Regions from separate parts of the Mus musculus genome. Here all the other regions are linked to region 1. A link is a contact called in public promoter capture Hi-C data. All regions are on one chromosome and are shown on one strand. The core of a region is the stretch at or near the end of the contact, and the rest is flanking DNA. Distances in the headings are between cores, read along the strand shown.

Region 1 (3,769 bases), core at 602-3,101:
ATCCCCACAAAAGAAAAGGACAGTGCCTGCTGCCACAGATCCAGCAGAGCCAGTTCCATCTCCTGAGACCTGCAGACAACAAAGCTGCCTTCCTTCAGACACTTCATCTGACTGAAGACTCCTGAGACACATGCTGAGATCCAGAGACACGCACTGAACCCCACCCATAGAGGACAGACTTGGGACCTTCCAGCTACAGATGAACTCTTTTGCCAAAGTCAAATGGCTACTGAACTTGGGGGAAGTTACATGATAGTAAGGAAAATATGATGTTTATCTAGATTAATCAAATGCTGTTTAAAACTGATGTTATTACCCTCAGACTGTACTACCCATGGAACAGTTAATTGATTCAATGATCCCTTGCTTCTCCCCAGCCCCCCAGCCCCCTCTTAATCCTCCTTACCATGTCGTCTGCCTCCGTGAGTGGCCCTAGCCCTGTGGTGGGCTGGACGCTGGACCCCATTTTGATCCACAGGCGAGGACTGATTCCCACAAGCTACTCCCTGGACACCACATATGCTCTGTGTTGTGTGCATTCCCACAAGTAAGCAGCTTAATATGGAAAACTATATCTAATACATAACCCATCTTTGATAGTTGTCCTCTGACATAAAGAGACATCTCAGAGTTTTTCGCAGACATTTTTCTATGAAATAATGACACCTATTCTGGTTCCTGGAAGGAATAATTCTAAGAGAAGACAATTGACAAGAAGTCTAGGCGAGGCTCTGGCCCAAGGCATGATAAAAATGCAATACCTCAGTTCAGGAGGAGATCAAGGCCACACTGTTAAGTCAACACTCTAAGGGATGGGGAATATTTTTCTTGGGGAGATAAGGTAGGGGAAGGCATTCAGGATGCTGTTCCAAGTGAGCACCTGTTTCAATGCTAGGTCTAAATGAAGACCAAATGCCGAGTGGCCAGCACAGAACACAGGCATTGCCAGCAGGCAAGCACAGGGCCATGCAATACAAACAAGAACAGTGGTCATTGTTCTGATGAAACGGGACCTTTGAAGCCAGATTCTGGCCTGACTGAATGGCAGAGGCTTTGCCAGCCCAGAAGACCTGGAGAGCAGTACCCAGCTGTAGTTCTGTATGCTCGCTCACTGGTGCCTTTGGCTTGATTCAGAAGAAACTCTCTCTGTTTGTTCTAGCAACCTGTAGTTGTGGTTGGGGTATGGAGGAAATGGGATTTCTACCCTCTTGAGTCTTCTAGAGAAAGTGCTCCCCATTGATTCTGGTGGAGCTTGGGTTGCTGCAGACTTCTTCAATGAGGATAATGAGGATGGCCTGGGATGTGTTAGAAAGGCTAAAGAAAGATACCTTAGTATAGTGATAGAATGAAGGGTCAGCATAACCTGGAGGCAAAAAGGTCCCTACCATGGAAAGAAAGTATGTGAATTACAAGCATGGTACAAATCTATGTCTTTCAGAGCCCTGGTTTTTCTATTTGTATTTTTGTCTGTGGCTTTGATAACACAGCTGTCTAAAAAATGTTTCTCCACCTGATTATTACAATAGATTTAATTCCAGAACACGACTGTTACATAACAAAGAATCAATAGGTTGGAGGGGAAATAAAAAAGTCACACAGTTTTAAGCTTTGTGTCCCTTTGTTTGCAGGGAGTCAGGCATAAATGAGCATTTGCTGCTGGGCTATTCTAGGGCATGGCTCATATCCTGTGCCTTGGGCATGACAGAGTCTGTGTTTATCTTTTATTACCTGCTGGATCCCCCTGGAAAGAACCTCCTGGAATTCATCATTCACTGCCTTTGTAAGAAGTCTACATATAAATGCACCCTGAAGCCATTGCTGAAGGGAGTGTGGATGCCACGGCTGATTTATGTAAGAAACAGTTGACATGACCGACGAAGGGGACCTCGCACAGGAGGTAGGAAGCTAAGAATCAAAATAGTATTTCCCAAAATATCGACAGTGAAGGTTTTGATGACTGCAACTTTTCTGAGCATCAGTGGGAATGAGGGCACGGTGGGTTGACGTGTATGCTTTCGGGAAGTTTGTGAAGAAGTGTCCTGTTTCGCACAGTCAGTTTTTAACAACTGAACACCTTGGAGCTTGCATCTAGTGAAGTGTGCTTAGTTTGAGCAATCACTTACAGTAACTTCATTAGGCACCAGGGTTTAGAAGAATAAACACACCATAAAATTTTATTTCAATCTTGGTTACTAATGAGAGAATAGTCTGTGTGTCTTAAAGCTTATTTTGTCACATTCTTAGTCTTTGTAAGAATGGCTTTGGGGTTAAATGATTAAAGGGGTTAAATGATTAAAGGTGAGAAGTAACTGTGTGTGTGTTTGTGTGTGTATGTGAATGTGTGTGTGTGTGTGTGTGTGTGTGTGTGTGTGAATTTTGTTGAAACCCATTACGTGTTAGGCAGTGATAGAACTCAATGAGTCAGGAACATAGTAAAGAAACCAGTTGTGAACATGCTTCATTTAGGACCATTTCTTCATGTGTATGGAACCAAATCTTTAGCACTGTATTTTCAACAAAACATTTTTGGAAATATTACAGTGTGTCTTTGGAATTAAGTTTCTGTTAAGAAGAATGAAGCTTTTCTGTAAGCTAAATTAAGGAAATCTAATTTGAGAAACAGACCTACTATGTGTAAAGTGCCTGAGATGATGACATAGAGAGAACAGACAGGATCTGTGCTTTCCCATCCAGTGAAAGAAGAGATAAAGTCGGTGTGAGAACTGTGCATGCTCTACACATGATGAATATGAGCAGTGGGCTTTGGGACAGAGATGGGGATGAATCTACTTTCTACACAGAAACCGGCCAAAGCTGTGCAAAGCAGGGAGAGTCACTGAGTAGGACCCTGCAGTGTCATGCCATGGGAAGAAAACGCCGAGTTTGGGTGTGTACTTGTAGAGAACATGTTTCTCTGAAAGTGAATTTTACATGGTGGTTCAGGAAAAGTGAGTGGGACTGACACAAATAGCATCAGCTTCTGGACACATTCATTCTTACATTTCACTTCCCTAGGCAGGAGCTTCATGCTCTGCTCTAAGTCTGGAGAGGCACCGTGTTTCCCACCCCAGCTCTCACTATTTTGGTTTAAGAGTCTAGTTTCAGCTTCTATGGAAAGTATTATGACCTACACAATAGAAAGTGTCTAGAACACATGTTGATTGGTTAATCTTAGGAAGATCAAAATCAGCAACACAGTTTTATTGTTTGGTTTTCAAGAAAGGGTTTCTCTGTGTAGCCCTGGCTATCCTGGAACTCATAGACCGGGCTGGCCCCGAACTCAGAGAGATTCACCTGTCTCTGCCTCTTGAGTGCAGGCATGAAAGGCATGTGCCACTGTTGATTGGTTGCAATATGATTTTAAAGCACAGTTTTTAAGAGACAACCTTTCTTTGTGAAAACACACACTCACCATTTTTCCTTTCTCTTTCTCAGAGATAACTATGTAGCTCAGGATAGCCTCATATTTTGCACTATTCTTCTTACAGTGTCTCAGTAGTGAGATTACAGGCATGCATCACTAGGCTGGACTTTGAAAAATCCTTGGCAATTTGGATAGAAGGTCTTATTTCATAAACACAATAAAGCGCCACCACCCTATAGCAGAACATATAATCTTCACTGAAAAGCCCTTGTTCATTGTTTCAGATGTGTGATTATAATCTGAGGAAGAGAAAGAAATCTGAGAAGGGGACAAAAGACAGAGGGTGACATTCTTTTTTCTGTTAAGTAAGGGTTAGAGCAGGGCAGGCTTTTGCCTCCCCACTAG
Region 2 (3,769 bases), core at 546-3,045, 420 kb before region 1:
AGATATTTTCTTTATTTATATTTCAAATGTGGGCTGGAGAGATGGCTCAGCCATTAAAGGCTGGGCTCACAGCCAAAAATATATTTCAAATGTTATCCCCTTTCTCGGTCCCCACCTCCAAGAAACACTCTACCCCATCCCCATCCCCCTGCTTCTACGAGGATGTTCCTCTACCCCCATCCATCCACCCCACCTCCTCACCCTCGAATTCCCCTATACTGGGGCATCTATCTAGCCATCATAGGACCAAGGACCTCTCCACCCAATGAAGCCTGGGAGCAAGCCATTGTAGCAAGGCCATCCTCTGCTACATATGCAGCTGGAGCCATGGGTCTCTCCATGTGTATTCCTTGGAGCTGGGGGGGGGGGGGGACAGGGGAGGGGAAGGATGGTTCTGGTTGGTTGATATTGTTGTTCTTCCTATGAAGTTGCAAACCCCTTCAGCAAATTCAGTCCTTTCTCTAACTCCTTCATTGGTGACCCTGTGCTCTGTCCAATGGCTGAAAGCATCCTCCTCTGTATTTGTCAGGCACTGGCAGAGCCTCTCAAGAGACAGCTATATCAGGCTCCTTTCAGCAAGCACTTCTTGGCATCCACAATAGTGTCTGTGTTTGGTGACTGTATATGGGATGGATTCCTAGATGGGGCAGTCTCTGGATGGCCTTTCCTTCAGTCTCTGCTCCATACTTTGTCTCCATTTTTGCTCCTGTCAGTATTTTGTTCCCCTTTCTAAGAAGGACCAAAGCATCCACACTTTGGTCTTCCTTCTTCTTGAGCTTCAAGTGGTCTGCGTTTAAAGCACATTAGGGAATTCTGGGGTTGGTGGCCTCTATGTTAATCTGTTGGGTCCATCTCTATGGACAGTCCATTACCAGGCTGTGGGGGCTGGAAATTTGGCTTGCCGAGGTCAGGGGAGGGGATGGGTCTGGAAACTGCTGCTAACCCATTGTCCTTGCCTCAGGCCAGGTGGCAGACAGCTTCTGAGGCCTGGACAGGCCTGGAATTACCCAGTTCTTGGAAACCCAGATTTAGACCTAGGCTCCTAGACTGCCAATTTGAAGCCTGTCATGGAATCAGCTTAGCCTTCTCAATACCACCACACCCAGTTCTGCTTAATTTTGGTTATAACTGAAACAATCTTAATCAGCTGAATAAAAATCATGTTTCTGTGATTTTAAAAGTCATAGCATTAACCATTGGAAGAAATAGAGGGAATTGAAATACACATGAACTCCACAACATTGGCTACATAAATATTCCCAGCCCTGGTATGACCCTCAGAACTATCGAAGGAATAGCCCCAGCCCCCTCAACTATTTTGATCCTTTATGGGAGCATATAAGATGCCCTTTTGCCAAACAGATATGATTTCTGGAGAAAGCAGATATCCTAGATAAAGATTCATTCATGAATCTGCTCTCTGCCCACTACAATGCTAGAAGACACAATATCTCAACTTCTTTCCCCATAGGCTTTGCTCAAGCAATTCTATTAGGAATCACTGTCTTAACACTAATTGAACATACTTTATCACAGAACACACACTTGCAAGTCTCTACTTACCGGTTTCTGTTGAATTGAGTTATGATTTTCTTCCCAGGCTCAATGCTTTCTCTGCTCATTCTAAGTGGAATTAGTCACTACCTAGATCTCGCTACTCCTAACTCACACAGAGTCATCCCCCTGTTGTTTCCTCTTCCCCTTCTGCCACTTGCACACCATAATCTCTCTAAAGTCTTCCTTCTTAGCTCTCACTTAGAGTTAATGACTAACAAGGATTCTTGCCTTGCCTGGAAATCTTCCTAAGCCGGGTTTCATTAGGATTCACTGTGAATTTGTGTTCTGTATCCCTAATGAGCTTAGTTCCAAGTCTTTTTATGAAAAAGCTCTTGTCTGGAAATCTCCAAACATCTCTCTCAAGCAATAAAGACGTGGAATAGCACTTCTTGCTTTGTGAATTGACAAATGTGAAAACAGGAAGCTTCACCAATTCCCCCAAAGTTACCCATTAAATAATTTTCTAATAGAACAATTAAAAGACATTAGAGGTTGTTTCAGTGGCATTGCTTATGATGTCTGTTAAAGAAATTCCCATTATAGAAAATGCCAGATGGTTGCTGGGTGTGGAAGAGGAGAGGAGTGGGAGTGGGTATGTTCTCAGTGACAGTAGTCACTTGGTATGTTATGTGTCCCAAAGAAACAGATTTCACAGGTGTGGGAGGAGGATCAGAGAAGGAAATGGGGGTGAAAATGACCAGCACATTATATACATCTATGAAACTGTCAAAAGAATGTAAGTAAAAATAGAAAATATTATTTCAAAAATTAAAAATACCACAAAAGTGACATAAAACAGAGAGAAATAGGCACCCACAAGCCACACTAACGAGACGCATACATGGCCAATCTTTAATCTGGATCAAAGTAAAGTCTTCAATCTATAATGTTGTTTGCTTTGGGACTGGCTTAGTTTTAGTGCTGGTGATCAAAGCCAGGGGCCATACATGCTCCCTCCATGGCTTACATGGAGCCAAATTATGAGCTTTAGCATAGGGGTTAGGAGAAGGAAAGGGGACACACTGAGCTCAGGCCAGACCATAGCTGACAGAAAGAAAAAAGAAAGCACTTATTGAGTACCTACTATGATAAACATCTGCATAGCTATTCTGTTCACGTGTCATCTCAGTTAACCCTTAGAAAAATCTTAAGAGCTGGGTGGTGGTGGCATATGCCTTTAATCCCAGCACTCGGGAGGCAGAAGCAGGTGTATTTCTTGTCATGCCCTCTGGTTGGATCAGCTTGACAGACTGAAAAAGTCTGTAAGCACTCAATGAGAAAAAGAGTTTTAAGGAAGCTCACCTTTTGGAGTTTTGGCGTTTTTATTTACCCATATACTCATACTCTATTCCCGCGTTAGTCTGGTGTATGGATCTATGAGCTCTCTTTTAATATTTTATTATAAATGCCTTTTAAGATTAAATTTTGTTATAGTTAAGTCTCCCCATTGTTCTAAGGTCAAAGAAGCCTGCAAGCTTTAAATTCTAGCTTGAAATCTGGCAGGAATGCAGTAAGGAAGTTTACCTATTCAGTAACTAATTAAGCATTACAAAAGACAGAGCCAGTAGCTCAGAGCTGGTCTACCAAGGGCAGTAGCAATTTTCACCAAAACTGGGGAATGATAGAGCCAGGAAATCCCATGGAAATAGAAATCTTTATTACAGGCTATATTACATAACAGAAGCAAGTTGGTGGATTCTCCTGACAAGTGGAGATTTTCTAGATACTTAAAAGTTACACTCATATAAGAATTTAGCAAGGCCTAGGAATTAGGAGGGTTGTAATATTGTATTATTCATGAGACCTGCCAAGAGCAGAACCCCCTGGTGCTAGCCTTCACAAGGTTCAAAGGAATAGCACTAGAGTGTCCTTACCTGTCACTAAGCTGACCTTGGGTAAGACTGCCTTATCTTTGCTGTAAACATCTACCTGGTTCCTGTGAATCCTTTCAAAGTCATTCCTTCGTTTTGTATCGGGTAACTTCAATGTGCCTTGCCTGCTGTGACTTCTGACCCCTTGTGTCTTCTGCACTATGTAAGATTGGTGTGCACTTTGTGACACTACATTCAGATTCTACACAATCTCGCATGTTGGTCTGTCTGTCAACCGCTGACGCTTTGCCCACCTGCGACTAGAGACCCTGTCCACGCAGACAAAGGGACCCAAAGGGTCTGTGGCAATTTCTGAGTTTGAGGCCAGCCTGGTCTACAGA
Region 3 (3,769 bases), core at 776-3,275, 390 kb before region 1:
CATATCAGTGGCCATGGCTACAACCCTGTGCACAGCTGGATCCTCACGTAGTCCTGACTCAGAGGCCATCACGGTGGCTTATAAATAGTGGAACACTACATTTCAAACATGCCAAATTAAAAAACTGAAACTATAAAAAAAATTATTTTCCTTCATTTAGGGCAGTGGTTAAGCTCCCTGAGTGTAAGACTAAAGTTACAGAGACAATACACTTGTGACTGTCCAGATCTCAAGAATTCTTTGGGCTATGTTTTTGTGTTGATGAGGGAAGTGGTAGATTCAACGAGGTTGGTTTTATCATTCATCTGTGAGCTGTATGTGTACATGGGATGTATAACCGAGTCCACAATAAGCTAAAAGGCTATGAAATATTATGTAGGGCATTTTTTAATGTTAGAACTGAGCTTGGGGAAAGTACTGGAATTGTACAAACAAGTGACAGAAATTAGCTCCACTGTAATGAGAGATTTCTATGTTAGATTTATGGTGCTTTTACCTGCTGTGAAATCTTGCTAATGTTTGTGGGCTTGTCAGTTTTCCTTGTCTTCCCTGCTATGTGTGGAATATATTTTCATCCATCTAGGAAGAGCTCTGTGTAGCTTCAATCTGTAATATATGTGAGAGTTATTATGGCATAGGGGAAACACAAAATTAAAAATATTTCAGGCTCAGGTCTTATGGTTGTGCTTATGGTGTAATTTACTTGTTCCCTATTTATATTTATTTAGGATAACTCAAACATTTTAATGTTCTAGATTAAAATACGGGAAAGTCTGTTGAAATTTACATTTATGTTTTAAAATATAGCTATTTTAATTTTCAAATATATTCACCTACACCTGTTAACTCAAAGGATCTGCTTCAATACTTCACTCATCCAGGGACCTGGGCATGAATGGAAGCTCTGAAGAGGTGGTTGTATTAGTCAGGGCTGATAGTGTGTGTGTGTGTGTGTGTGTGTGTGTGTGTGTGTGTGTGTGTGTGTGTTACAGGCTGTGGTCTGGGTACTCCAACAATGACTGTCTCCTGATGGAAACGTCAATAATCTGGTAGTTGTTCAATCCACAAGACTGGCTGTCTCAGTCCCAATGTAGGGATTGAGTCCATCAGGATTCCTAGAGAGGGGCTTGTCTTCTGTCTCCACTGCAATCCCATAGAAGTAGGTTCTAATCCCAGCAAAGGAATGCCTCCAGTTAGATGAACTTCGCAGAAAAGAGTGGGGACAAGCAGGTAAAAGCATGAGCATCCTTCTTCTGTGTCCTTCTATATGGGTTGCTGATGAACACCAGCTCCAACAATGTGTTCAGAGGTCCCAGGAAGTGATGTGGAGTTGGAGGCAATGTAAAGCAGGCACACACTCACATACACTGGTGGATGAAGCAAGCTCCAATGAACAAGCTCCTACAACTTTACACATACATAAACACATACGTACATGCATACATACATACATACACACATACACTCATACACATTCACACATTGCGTGGATGAAGCAAAGTTTGAACCACGTTACACGCATACACATACATGCATTTTGTGGATGGATGGAGCAGAGTTCCAATGATCAAGTTCCAACCATTTTACACACATACACATATATACACATATACATATATACACATAAACACATTTGATGAATGGAGAGAGCTTCAACAAACTTCTCAAATATACATATACATTACATATACAAATATAAATGCATATACATTTGCATATATATATATAGTTGGTAGATGGAGCAAGCTCCAATGAGCAGGCTCCAACTCATTTTTTTTTGCATAGCCTGTTTATAGCACCTAAGACAAAGTTCTCTGTGTAAGAAAAAGATTACCTCATAGCCACAAGTCACATATTCTCTATAAAATGTCACCACAACAAAATCATATTATTCAAAAACAGATTAAAATCATTACACAAAATGAAATTATAATAGGACTATTGATTATGCAGTTCTCTTTCAAAACCCATACCTAACTAAACATTTTCCAGCTATCTTTCTCTCCACAAGTTCATCATAACACCAATCCAATAATTTTTTGTCACTGATTAACAAGGTTTAAACAAGCCAGTCTATAGTAGGAATTTTTCCTATGCTTACCTGACAACAATTTTTATTTACCAAGAAACAGATCATCGTCTATCTTATGTCTTATTAAATCTTGTTAAGTTAACTGGCTAGGCATCTATTCTCTATTCCTATAATAGAATTATTTTCTCTTTGTTCATAATTCTGTCTTTTCCTGGTGCACACCAAAACCGATGGCCACATCCCTAGATCAGAAAATTCAGAAACTCAGCCCCAACCTAGAATGAATGTTTTCTTTAATTATTAACTTCTCCCAACCCTATTTTTCTCTTCCAAGGACAATTACGTGCTTGTAGCTCATGAAAGCTCACTGCGCTCCTTTTCTAGCCTATGCAGCCCTCACTATTCTACGGGGGGGGGGGGCACGTTCTACCTTAGTTCTAAGTTTATTATATGCTTCTGCAAATCAACATAAACCATCTCCTTAAACTCTCTATCAAACTCTAACGTCCTAAAACTATTTACATCAAACATTAATTCATCCAAATAGTATTATTTTATGAAAGTTCATCTTCATATTGATCTACAGGGAAATGGCCCAATAGAGTGGGCTGTCTCCCAAGAAGCTCACTTGCCCACTGCAGCTCTTTCTGCATGGCGTCCACCAGGCTGTTACCAGAAAGTTTGGCCCAGACTTAGGATGGAACTTTGGACTTCAAATTATCCAATCAAGAAAATCCCTCAGAGTCATGCCCTACTGCTTGGGTCTTAGTTGATTCCAGATGTAGTCAAGGTGACAACCAGGATTAGGCAGGACAGCTGTCATCTTTCCCCAGCACATGGTTACTACACCAACACCACGTTTCCCTATGCTGAAGCTTTGTCATCTATTTATAGGTGTCCTCACACCTATACCCCGTGCCCCTATACACAGCTCACCCTTTTAAACCAAAGGAAAGCTCAGACCATGTAACAACCGAATTTCTAGAATATGTGTGAGAACAGGAGAGATGATATGAAGAACAATTGATTAAAGATAATATGAATTTGGAGATTGGAGTAATGAGTCAAGTGTTAAAGCTCTTACTGTTCTCACAAAGAACCCGAGTTTGATTCCTGGCACCCTTGTTGAGCTCAGAACTGCCTATAATTCCAGTTCCAGGAAATCCAATTCCCTCTCTGGCTTCAGTCAATGCTCACATACACTGCACATAACCCACACACAGACATATAAAAAATAAATATTTATACTAACCCAGCTTTGCTTGCTGGATTGACATATGTCCCTTTCAAATGGATACTACTCAGTTAGCACCTGTGATTTGGTGATTCTTGGTGGTCTGAAGTGTAGGTGACACATACAAATAACTATTCAAGTCTGCATTAATCAACATTCATTCCATTAAATTGACTTACTCAATGACTTAATATATTGTGTATAGCACTTCCAAATGCCCTGACAGAATACACAATAAGAAAAGTATATGCTTTACAAACAACTAAGACAGATGTAGAAAAATATGCTGCCTTGCTACCAAGGAAGAAGTGAAAGAAAAATAAAGAAGAGACAAAAGGGAAGAGAGAGACAGAGATTGAAAAATGAAGAAGAGAACAGAAGCTGACCATGATAACACCCTGTAGTAATCTCAATACCTAGGAGACTGAGATAGGAAAGTTAGAAGCCAGCCTAAAGTCTATAGCAAATTTAGAATGAAAGATGGTGTGCATTGAATCTAACAA

What was found. Promoter capture Hi-C pulls out the DNA fragments that hold promoters and counts their contacts.
Region 2: a promoter capture Hi-C map of hippocampal neurons shows a contact between it and region 1, with 4 times the contacts expected there. The contact joins the enhancer-like site here to the promoter of Lgsn in region 1. A contact is called at or near these places in 17 of 39 promoter capture datasets (the 3T3-L1 cell line, 3T3-L1-derived adipocytes, the C10 cell line and 11 more) and 4 of 9 other capture datasets (adipose tissue, liver, macrophages and 1 more).
Region 3: a contact with region 1 is called in a promoter capture Hi-C map of liver. The contact joins the enhancer-like site here to the promoter of Lgsn in region 1. A contact is called at or near these places in 20 of 39 promoter capture datasets (the 3T3-L1 cell line, 3T3-L1-derived adipocytes, the C10 cell line and 12 more), 4 of 484 Hi-C or Micro-C datasets (the 3T3-L1 cell line, cortical neurons, embryonic stem cells and 1 more) and 3 of 9 other capture datasets (adipose tissue, liver and macrophages).

Annotation. Positions count from the first base shown.
Region 1 is chr1:31,174,584-31,178,352 of GRCm38.p6, forward strand. Lgsn (lengsin, lens protein with glutamine synthetase domain) reads left to right here and starts at 1,852. Exons shown (of 5, transcript NM_153601.1): 1 at 1,852-1,897. The coding sequence starts at 1,868. The region is part of intron 2 of 4931428L18Rik (RIKEN cDNA 4931428L18 gene); the gene reads right to left.
Region 2 is chr1:30,753,871-30,757,639 of GRCm38.p6, forward strand. No RefSeq gene overlaps it. Among named protein-coding and RNA genes, the nearest start is that of Gm39615, 55 kb to the left of the region's middle. Within about 2 kb of position 1,796, at least 6 of the 459 cell types and tissues checked have an H3K27ac peak or open chromatin away from gene starts, as enhancers often do. A contact at or near this core is called in hippocampal neurons, where this site is marked.
Region 3 is chr1:30,781,581-30,785,349 of GRCm38.p6, forward strand. No RefSeq gene overlaps it. Among named protein-coding and RNA genes, the nearest start is that of Phf3, 80 kb to the right of the region's middle. Within about 2 kb of position 2,026, at least 2 of the 459 cell types and tissues checked have an H3K27ac peak or open chromatin away from gene starts, as enhancers often do. A contact at or near this core is called in liver, where this site is marked.